Linked DNA regions of Triticum aestivum: region 2 is linked to region 1. The links are chromatin contacts, called in public Hi-C maps. All regions are on one chromosome and are shown on one strand. The core of a region is the stretch at or near the end of the contact, and the rest is flanking DNA. Distances in the headings are between cores, read along the strand shown.

Region 1 (5,222 bases), core at 1,825-4,324:
AAATAAGGACTCTTTCTATTTATCCTTCAAACTGATCTCTAAACATGCTCTTCTGATCGCATTTTGTTGTTGTACCATAGCATTCTCCAATGAATTACAACATATTATAGAATAAATGTTAATGATGAGCAGCATACAAAGAAAATAGTCCATGTATGTACAGGAACTGAAATGTTAGCTGATCAATTCTTATCCTAGGGTGATTCATATATTGCACATCAGCCGGTCATCTAAAAGGAAATCTACACCATTTAAGCCTTCCATTTCCTAGGAAGGATTTGGCCATGGAACTTACTAATTGCAGTACCCCCCCCCCCCCTCTATTTCATTTCTTAGGGCAACAACCCCCCCCCCCCCCCTCCCACCTCTCTCGATAAGGGTCCTTCTGATTCACAGGATTCCAAAACACACGGATTATAATGACATGCCAACTTGAGTCCTACAGGATTTTGTTTGCCATAATGTCTGTTTGATTGCAGCACATGAAAAACAAAGGATTCTTTTAGCTGGTGGATGGAAAATTTCCAATGAAAGGTAATGTAGTGCAAAGGAATCCTTAGAAAGAGATCCCACAGATCAAACAGGCCACGTGAGAACATTTTCTAACCATTCTGATCCTCCAAAATTTCCATGAAAACCAATTAAATCAAAGAGGCACTAAGTGATTCTCCTGCAAAACAATAGAACCATCCGAGGTAGTGGATCCATCCCTACTCCTAATTCCCCTCCTATCAGTTGAGGCTCAAAGTGCAGATAATGATTCAGGACCAATTAATCATGATAATGATATTGCAGTTATATGCACTTCAAAATGATGTTTTCAGAATGATGAACTATGAAAATTTCATTTCAAGAGATACTAGCTGGATGATGCTTTATACAGGTTCAGGTAAGTTTAGTGACTGAAGACCGCCATAAATATCCAATGTAATTCTTTTACCATGAATGTCCAATGTAATTCTTTGTTGTAAGAAAAACATATGTTGCAATTATATAATAAAATAGAATAATTGTTTGATTATTGGCATTTTCAAAATGTAGGGGCACACATTGTGTTTAGCACCAGGGCCTCAAATTCTTATGTGCAGCCCTGTATGACTAACATGATAATTGTCACTTTACAAAGCAAGTATACATTGATAATTTGCAACACGGTGATACTCACTGATACTCTTTTAATCAAACCATTCTATCGAGCCCTCGGTACTTAAAATTGCAAATGAGCTTAAGAGTTGAAATGTACCCTTCAAGCATACTCATGTGGTAAACCAATACTAAATTTTCAATGTGAGAAAATTAATAATATGGAATCATTCTACAAAAGAACCCAATCAATTAAAAATGTGAAGAGAATTGCATAAACAACAGTTCTGACGATGTGGAGAAAGATTTTCTCTAAAAACGTGGATAAATAATCCCATATATGGAGAACGGGAAAAAAATTCATAGTGTTATAATTGTACGCACCTCCTTTTGTGATTCATAGTGCAAACTGGGCAAAGGTTGTGAACAATAACTACAGAAGTTCTCAGACAGCCTCTCCCAAATCTTTTCGTCCAAGTCTGCAAAGCCAGTATCACCATTTGGCACCTCCAGAGCAGACGAAGTTGATGCCACAGAAGCGATATCCTCTGCTCGGGCACTGCATTTTGGCCGATCAAACAAAATCAGACCATCAATTGACTTCAATGGTGCAGACGCCAGCTGCAGCTCCCCTGTTTGCTCCTCCCTGATTAAAGATGATGCCAGCCTCAAGCCCCGGTGCACAGATCCAGCCGCGAGGTAATTAATAATCCCCCAAGTGTCCAAGAACCTGACTATCCGACTCAGGTCATACAATTCAGCCGTGCTTGTAACAAGCCCCTGGCACTCAGCAAATGCAAGTCTCCTTGACGGGCGCTCCAAATACTTCACAATCACCTTATTCCTCAGCATTATGTACTTCTCTGGTGTATGCCCTGGGGACTTCCCTGAGAAGAAATGTGGCACCACCTGCCTCTCCAACCTGTGTACAGTCGCCGGCGAGAACCAATCTGCAAATTGCAAATCATCCCACATGACCAACAAATGAGAATTAACAATTTGCTCCACAATTTTAGCTTGCTAGAAAGCATCATTGGCGTCAAGAACAAACCTGCGTGTCTGGGGACGACGAGTAACTTGCTGTAGAACTGCTTGGGCACGCCTTGGCATTCCATGAGTGGAGGCACGGTGCAGACATAGGAGGACGGCTTGTCAGGGTCGTTGGACAGGGATGGGTGGTCAGGGAGCATGGCTGCTAGCACCTGGAGCTGCCCGTGCGAAATGTTCTCCAGCGCGGGTGCAGGCGGAGCCGAAGCACAGCTGGCACCAGCCGCCAAGGCACGATCAGCGGCGATAACTGCAAGCACAGAGGGATGGAGCCGGCTGATAGTGCGGCGGGTAGCCGAGGGGAAGCCAGAGACGGGCTCCGCTGAGGAGAGCACCTCCGCCTCCCGGAGGTCGGGCACGGTGTCGTCATCACCGCCACGGGCGCCTAGGGTTTCGCCCCCGTTGGCGGAGCCGTGGAGCGCGTCGTCTTCGTCGTTCGCCGCTGCGGAGTCAGAGTCGTCGGAGTGGTCGGCCCCGCCGGACTGCTTCGATGGGGAGGTGTCCTGTGAGCGCTTCCGCTTCCGCCACTTGAGCTTCGCATCTGGGAGGGAATTAGGGTTTTCGGGAGGGAAGGGCGGCGTCAGTGCGGGAGAAGGGGCTCGTTCCGGAGAATTGCGAGGTGCGAAGGGGTTGGGACGCGTACCTGAGGAGGACGAGGCCTTGCGAGGCATCGTCGCCGGCGCCGGCGGAGGCGGAAACGGTGGTGGAAGCTTGGACTGTGTGCCCGCGAGTGAGGGGGGCCACGGCGGGGCGGATAGGCACGTGCGAGAGGAGTGAGGAGGAGATTTGAGCTCTCTTGTCCGAAATTTTCACTCCATCCTACAGCTCTCCCTCTGAATTCTGAGATCCGAATACCTTAGCAGTGCGTTTGGATGCCCAATTGAGATGCCTGAAATGGAACTGGTATTCTCCAAATTGCAATTCAGCTGTTTGGCTGCAGTCTGAATTGTCGCTTGGAAATAAGACCTAAATTCAGCATTGTATTTTCTTCCATCAAACCTCTTCGTTCCACAATACTGAGCCCTTGCACTCCAATTTAATCCGAATTGACCTTTCCCGCAAAACATACCCCTTCGCTGCCTTATCCCCTCCTTCCTCGGGCAAAAAGAAAAAAAAGGGAGGAACAGGGGCGACCACCAGGGAGCTCGGCCGCCACCACCAGAGATCTCGGCGGCAAGTCCCACGGATCTCCGCGGCCGCACCGAGGTCCGATTCGGCCCCACTCCCTCCTCCTCTTCCCATCTCCTTCCACGCTCCTTCCTCTCGTTCCCATCCCCGTCCGCATCTCGGGGGCCACCACGAGGGCCTCGGCGGCGGCCACAGCAGGACCGCGGCGGCGGAGGCGCCAGTTCTCCAGTCCATCTATTTCTCGTTCCCTCCTCACATTGTCCACGTCCCCAACCACCAGGACCACGACAGCCACCACCAGGGCTTCGGTCGCGGAGGCGCAGGTCTCCTATGGCCAACCCGCCTGGTGCTCTTCCTTCTCCCTCTCGCCAGTCGGCCTCGTGCTCTACCTTCTCCCTCTCGACACAGTCACTCAGGCAACAGCGGGATTTACTTTCTCCAATCTTGTACATGTAACTTGGTTCATTCCCTTTCTCTTCTATGTTAACTAAATTTTTTGTTTATATATTGTGCAGATCTATGAACTGTGCGTCAATCTGCAAGCCAAGTGAAGGTATATGGCAGAAATCCCCTATGTTTTCTATTCATTTGTGCATGTGATGTCTTGCTGCATTGTTTAAATCCTAGATAATCGAATTGTGCAGCTCAATGTCGGATCAATTGGAGTTGGTTGAGTGGATAAATGAAGAAAATAAAAGACGGGAGAGGAAAAGAATTGTTCTGACTAAATTGTTTGTTGAAACATGTGCTTTTGCATTAGCCTTTGTTACTACACAACGGAATAGGGGACCTAGGAACTTTTAATGATGATGAGGACAAGATTAGGAATAGGAAACATTTGCTTAAATGCATGTACTCCCTCCGTCCCAAAATTTTTGTCTTATATTCGTCTAGGTACGGATGTATCTAATACTAAAACGTGACTTGATACATCCGTATTTAGACAAATCTAAGACAAGAATTTTGGGACGGAGGGAGTATGATGGATCTACAATGGCATGCTATGATCAATTGCGCCTAACTAAACGAAACTTTCATGACCTTTGCACCATGTTACGGGAGAGATGTGGCCCTCGTGATAGTGTATATGTGACCGTGGAAGAGAAAGTTGCAATGTTTTTGCTTGTAGTTGGTCATAGTATTAAGACGAGGATGTTGTGTGGCACCTACAAGCGTACTTTATGGACCATCAACACACACTTCTTTGTTGTCCTAAACGCCCTACTCTCTCTACATGGGGAGTTCATTAAGCTACCTTCCTCTACCTCTCAAGCTCCTGATGATTACAAATGGAAGTGGTTTGGTAATGCACTTGGATCACTAGATGGTTGTCATATTGACGTGCTTGTTGATGTGGCTGACCAAGGAAGGTATAGGAACGGAAAGCAAGCCATTACCACTAACATGCTAGGTGTTGTTGATTGGAACATGAAGTTTCTTTATGTGTTACATGGCTCGGAGGGTTCAGTTTCAGATTCGAGAGTTTTGCGTGATGCAATGAGGGTGAACCGCCAAGATGCTTTGTTGTGCCTAAGGGTACGACTCTTACTCTTGGCATGTAGTTTCTTTGACTTGATTGTTAGTTAACTAACTTATTGATATAGGGAAATATTATTTAGTTGATGCTGGTTATACCAATGGAGAAGGATTTCTAGCTCCATCCAGGTCCACTCGGTATCATCTAAAAGAATGGGCTGCAAGTGCACAGCAGCCTCAAACAGCTAAAGAGTTATATAACTTGCGCCATTCGCGTGCTAGGAATGTAGTGGAGCGAACATTTAGCTTGTTCAAGAAAAAATGGGCTATCTTGTGTTCCCAAACCTTCTTTGACATAAAGGATCAGGTACAAAAAGTAAATATGTTGTTAGATAACATCAGTATATGAGATGACAATTGCTTACTATGAACTAAAATATCATTGTAGATTCGAATTATTAGTGCTTATTGTGTGTTGCACAAATTTG
Region 2 (5,148 bases), core at 1,353-3,852, 170 kb after region 1:
CACATGGCGGCTATTGCTCGCTGTCATGGCTGCGATTACCCCCGAAGTACTCAACCTGCATGTTAGGTACCCAGTTCACAATCCGCTAGCAACACTCCATTACAGGGGAACCAATGTCTGATAACAGTGAATTGAGGGAGGATGGAGGAGGAAGAGGGAGGAACAGTAGGTAGGAGAAGGTAGGGGAGGAGGAGCCGTCGTGCCATGCCTGATCCTACGCGGATACCTCCTCGTGGCCTGCTTCCCTGTATTTGTAGTCGGCACCCTGGTGGGCTTGGCCCACGTACCACCCACGGGCAAGCCCAATGGGTCCCTAACATCCCTCCTTTCTTGAAATGCGGCTTGCCCCCAAGCCGCTGTCATGAGGAGCTCGCCAGGATCCCAGGGTGCTTGGAGGTTCTTGATCATGTTGTGGTCGCCATGGTAGTTGTCGTGGTCGTAGCCATAGTTTAGGTGGATTTGAACTAGCTCAAAGGAGTGGTCGTGGTTGAGGTAGTAGTCGCTGCCATGGGGATCTTGGTAGAGGAAGGCAGTGCCGTCTTTGACATCCCTCCCTTCTTGAGGATCTACTTGTGCACTAGTTGATGCCATGTAGAAGTTGTGTGTTACATAAAGTCCAATCACCAGGATAGAACGGCCTGGCAAGCATCTTGTTGGCTGTTGTAGTTGAGACTTGCACATAAGAGCAACAACAGAAAATGGCATAGTTGCGCCCATAGCAAGGAACTCTTCCCACAGGTGCGCTTGTCGAGTCAATTCCAGTAACAGGAACACCGCCGGTCCTCCGGGATCCCAAAACATGCCCATCTGGTACATGCCCATGTCGAACTCCCATATACATATGGCAGAGACGAGAGGAAAAAGTAAACACTTGCATTGAGCATCACCAATCTTATTGAAATAGAGCCCCAACACCCATTTCTGAAAAGATCCCCACTCGAAGATGCTAATAACAGAAGCACAAACTTCATCTGATTTCGGATATCTTGTACCAGAACCAACCTCAAAGCAATCCCGCAATTCATGATAAACCTTGGTTGATATAAGATGCTGACACTCACAAGTTTCTGAAGCTTCAGTACTAGGCATCTGCAGTTTCATAGTTCTGAAATTGATAATAATTTCCACGCTTTCCAGTTGCTGTACCAGATAGCGATGCATCTGATCGCCACCAGCCTCATTCCCATCAGCAAGATCCCTCCAAAACGATGGCCACGGCGTCGGCCGTAGCCTCATCCACTGCCACCAGACTTGTCGAAACACCATTGCCATCAGCGAGAGCTTAGGTGTGTCGGGAAGGCAGGAGCGCGGGTACTCCGCAGTCAGTAGTACGGGCGCCGCAGGTGCAACAATTTTGTTGGCGTCGTCGTACACGCTGTCGTCACCGTAGAGACTCACCGGGTGAAAACATCGGTGAGGATCACCCCAGGAGCGGCGTCCTCCTCAATGACCGTGTGCGAAGGAAACTGCTCAACTTCCTTGTCATTTCGGATGACGGCGAGCTCGAGGAAGACAACAGTGGTGGCGTTGAGGTCGATGGCGAGGTCAGGGCAGACCGTGGTGGCCTTGTTGACGCTGTTGATGGCGACAACTTGGTCCGAGCAATCCGTCGAACAGGTGATGTGCGCCATCGAGATGCAAGCAGAGGGCACATCATGGATGACCTCGAGGACCTCCTGGGCCTTGGTGGTGGAGGGGACGACGGGGAAGATGGCGAGCTCGGTGACAACTTCTGGAATTGCCGCCACCAATATGTACTCGTCTGTGCCCGTGACTGGGACGCGGCGATCGCTGTCAAGGGAAGACTTGGGGGATGTATCGTGGCCGTGAGGCGGCGTGCTGGTGCTGGCCGCCGCAGGGATGTCGATGGCCCCGACGGACATGCCGTCATGACCAGAGATGGCCGTGGTGGAGTTGGTGAGGTCGACGGCGGTATCAACGGTGGGTGAAGTAGATGCTGGGGCCGGCAACACGTCGAGTGTAGCGCACCACATCTACAGGCGACAACACCGGTAGTAGATGCAACGGCCATCCCAGTATGCGAACATGTGCGCCGAAGTGAATCGGACATCCGCCGCTACACAAGGCTCTCCATCCTCTGATTTTGTTTGGGGATACACCACCAACTGCTCTACACCAAAGGGAGCGAAGAGGGAATACAATACATCAGCAGTGATAGGGTAAATCGCTTGCTCCACGACCATGCTGAGAACCTAATCTGAGGACATTTGGTGGCTAGTCATTTTGTCGAACATGAAGAAGGCGATGACTGGTGGAAAAAAATTGGGACGGAAGGATGGTGGGCTGGCTCTGAATACCAGATGTTAGGTACCCAGTTCACAATCCACTAGCAACACTTCATTACAGGGGAACCAATGTCTGATACCAGTGAATTGAGGGAGGATGGAGGAGGACGAGGGAGGAACAGTAGGTAGGAGAAGGTAGGGGAGGAGGAGCCGCCGTGTCGTGCCTGATCCTACGCGAATACCTCCTCGTGGCCTGCTTCCCCTGTATTTATAGTCGGCACCCTGGTGGGCTTGGCCCACGTACCACCCACGGGCAAGCCCAATGGGTCCCTAACACTGCACGTCGTAGGACGTGATGGGGACGAGCTGCTTTACTCCCGCGACCAGCTCGCGGTTGACGACGACACGCGCCTAGCAGCAGCCGATGCCGTAGCAGAGCTTGCTAGCGTCCAGCCTTGGTTACATGTCGTACGTTAGCCTTGATTACATGTCGTATGTTTGCCAGTCCGCCCCCCTCCCTCCGCGCGCGTGTTGCCGGCGCAGCGGCGGCTTGATCCGGATCGCGGTTGGGCTCATGGCTGGTTGCCGGCGGGGCGAAATAGAGGGCGACGGCGTGGGTGGGCATGGAAGGGCATTTTGACTAGTCAAAGTGCCCAGGTGGCCTTTTTTTTGCCAAGACACCTCTTGACAACCGGAACCCGTCTGTCATAAACAGGCTTAAAGCGTTATAATCCATCAATCAGTGTTATTTGCAAAAAAAAAAACATAGACATGTTTGTTTCTGTCAAAAAATGTAACGTAGTGTTTTTTAAACCTAGCTCTCAAATTGGTGGTTTATTGCAATTTACTCTTTGAAATCTGAAGGGGATAACTCTTCTCACCAAGCATCCAACCAGAGTCCCTAAAAAAAGCATCCAGCCACAGCCTGGTACTCTCATATTTATGTGATTCCCAAACAAGACCCTAATAGCAAGCAGTCTGGGTAAGGAAGAGGAAGGGAACAAATTGTGTTATGAATCATATTATGCAAAGGAAAGCACGTATGAGGAATGCATGACAAGTCAGAACTGTTCTTTGTGATCATTGACATATCCAGGCACAATTCAATTGGTTGAAAAAGAAAGTGAGTTCATCGGACTTAAAACATCACAAACCAACCTAAAAATAGCACAAGAGTATGATGAGAATGAGGTTAGGCCTCTCTAGGATCTTAAGTTGGGAAGGAGACACAAGATATATTTGCCAGAGTTTGCAGACAGCCGGCAGCAGTATCACTGTTCATCTCCATCATCTTCTCTTAGAAGACCAGCCCTTGCGGGATGTTAAATAGAGCACGAATTGTCTCACTGGCCATATCTAAGAGCTGTAAATACTCATCTGCCCCATCGACCAAGCACTGCAAATCATAAAAGTTAAATGAAAGGACTATGAGAAGAATGGAACAGAAGGACCAAGTCTTTTGAGAGATTCATTATGTCATATAGCATATGTAAATCGTGGACTTATTCCGACTGTAAACAAAAAGTCATGTTCTAACTTTGATCGATATTGCTGAAATACTCAGGTCAAGCTTCCCAGAAACCGAGAAGCAGAACATTACTTATCTTAATCCTCCATTATAATCCTGTCATCAAATTTCCCTATGCGTTAATTTTTTTATGTTTTTCGTTCCCAATGCTTTATTTATTTTTTATGTTTTATGTTCCCAATGCTTTATTTTTTTAATTATGTTTTAGATTTCTCTATGGCAACATGCAACTCATGAAAAAATGGTTGTTCTCGTACTACAATTTTGGATGGCTAACCCGTGAAACTAGCATATAAAGAATGAGACAAACCTTATCAGCTTCCCCAAGCTTTCTACATATTCTTGCCTTGTGCTCATCTGGAATATCATCCGCATTAACAATCACATCTAGAAACTGAATGTGAACACTTCAGTCGGTGGTAATTGTAAGATGAAAACAACAGGTAACACATCATGTCATCTATGTATACAAAGAGAAGAGAGCTGACCTGCGAGAGCAGCTGGGAAACTGGATATCCGTCAGCAATAATATTGCTAACTTCCTTGTTTGCCACATCAAATTCACCAGATTTGCATGCTACAAGCAATGACTTGACAATATCTTCAGGGATAGCCTGATGCAGGTGTTAGGAAAGCAACTTATCTTTATTGAAGGCCCGAGGGGCATATATATATTACACATGACTTGAGGTGTAAGGAAACTAAACGTAGACTAATAAGGACTCCTAGACCAATACTAATACTCCTTACCCCCCCCCCCCCCCCCCCTCAAATGCAAAGTGTATGCAATAGCATTGCATTTGAAGAAGTGTAATACTAAAAAAAAACATAATCCAAATCCGCGTCTTGAGAGTGTCGTCGTAGCATGAAGAGTCTTCAAAACCTGTCGAGTCGCCAAAGGGGATAATGAAGAGATGGCACATCAGAGGAAGACACCGCATCGATAGAAGATACAAGAGAAGATGGGTTGTCAAAAGAAGATGGCACATCAAGAGAAGAAGCATTGCTTAAAGAATCATGGCCCATGAAAACCGACGGCAAAAGAAGCTCAACGGCAAGAGAATGGGCTTAGATCCACAATGCAAAGAGAGGCCACATAAATCCTATACAGAGGACAATGACCAGAAAAAGGCTGATGGACATAGGTTTGGTGGACTCGCATGACATGAGAAAACACAAAATATCAACGGATTTGGTGGACGCAGCGGAAATTATAGAAAACTAGGAAGCTAGAAAGCACACATGAAGAAGCAAAAGGCATCGTGTATGCAGAAGACATTGGAAAAATAATCAAGATCGAAACGGAGTAGATGCTAGCACCCAGCCATGTACGTGGCTGAAAGGCAGCAAGGAGAGCTCCACAGCAGCGCAGAG

What was found. Hi-C and Micro-C count contacts between places; a contact is called where the count stands out from the background.
Region 2: a Hi-C map of leaf shows a contact between it and region 1, with 7 times the contacts expected there. The contact joins the enhancer-like site here to the promoter of LOC123102839 in region 1. A contact is called at or near these places in 3 of 5 Hi-C or Micro-C datasets (all in leaf).

The regions. Positions count from the first base shown.
Region 1 is chr5A:227,007,492-227,012,713 of IWGSC CS RefSeq v2.1, forward strand. It overlaps LOC123102839 (SWI/SNF complex subunit SWI3C homolog), which reads right to left and starts at 3,075. Exons shown (of 9, transcript XM_044524274.1): 1 at 2,774-3,075; 2 at 2,135-2,671; 3 at 1,468-2,033. The coding sequence starts at 2,801.
Region 2 is chr5A:227,176,374-227,181,521 of IWGSC CS RefSeq v2.1, forward strand. It overlaps LOC123102840 (replication factor C subunit 2), which reads right to left. Exons shown (of 12, transcript XM_044524275.1): 10 at 4,263-4,388; 11 at 4,085-4,168; 12 at 3,297-3,642. The coding sequence ends at 3,544. Among protein-coding and RNA genes, the nearest start is that of LOC123102840, 12 kb to the right of the region's middle. Within about 2 kb of position 2,603, at least 7 of the 8 cell types and tissues checked have an H3K27ac peak or open chromatin away from gene starts, as enhancers often do. A contact at or near this core is called in leaf, where this site is marked.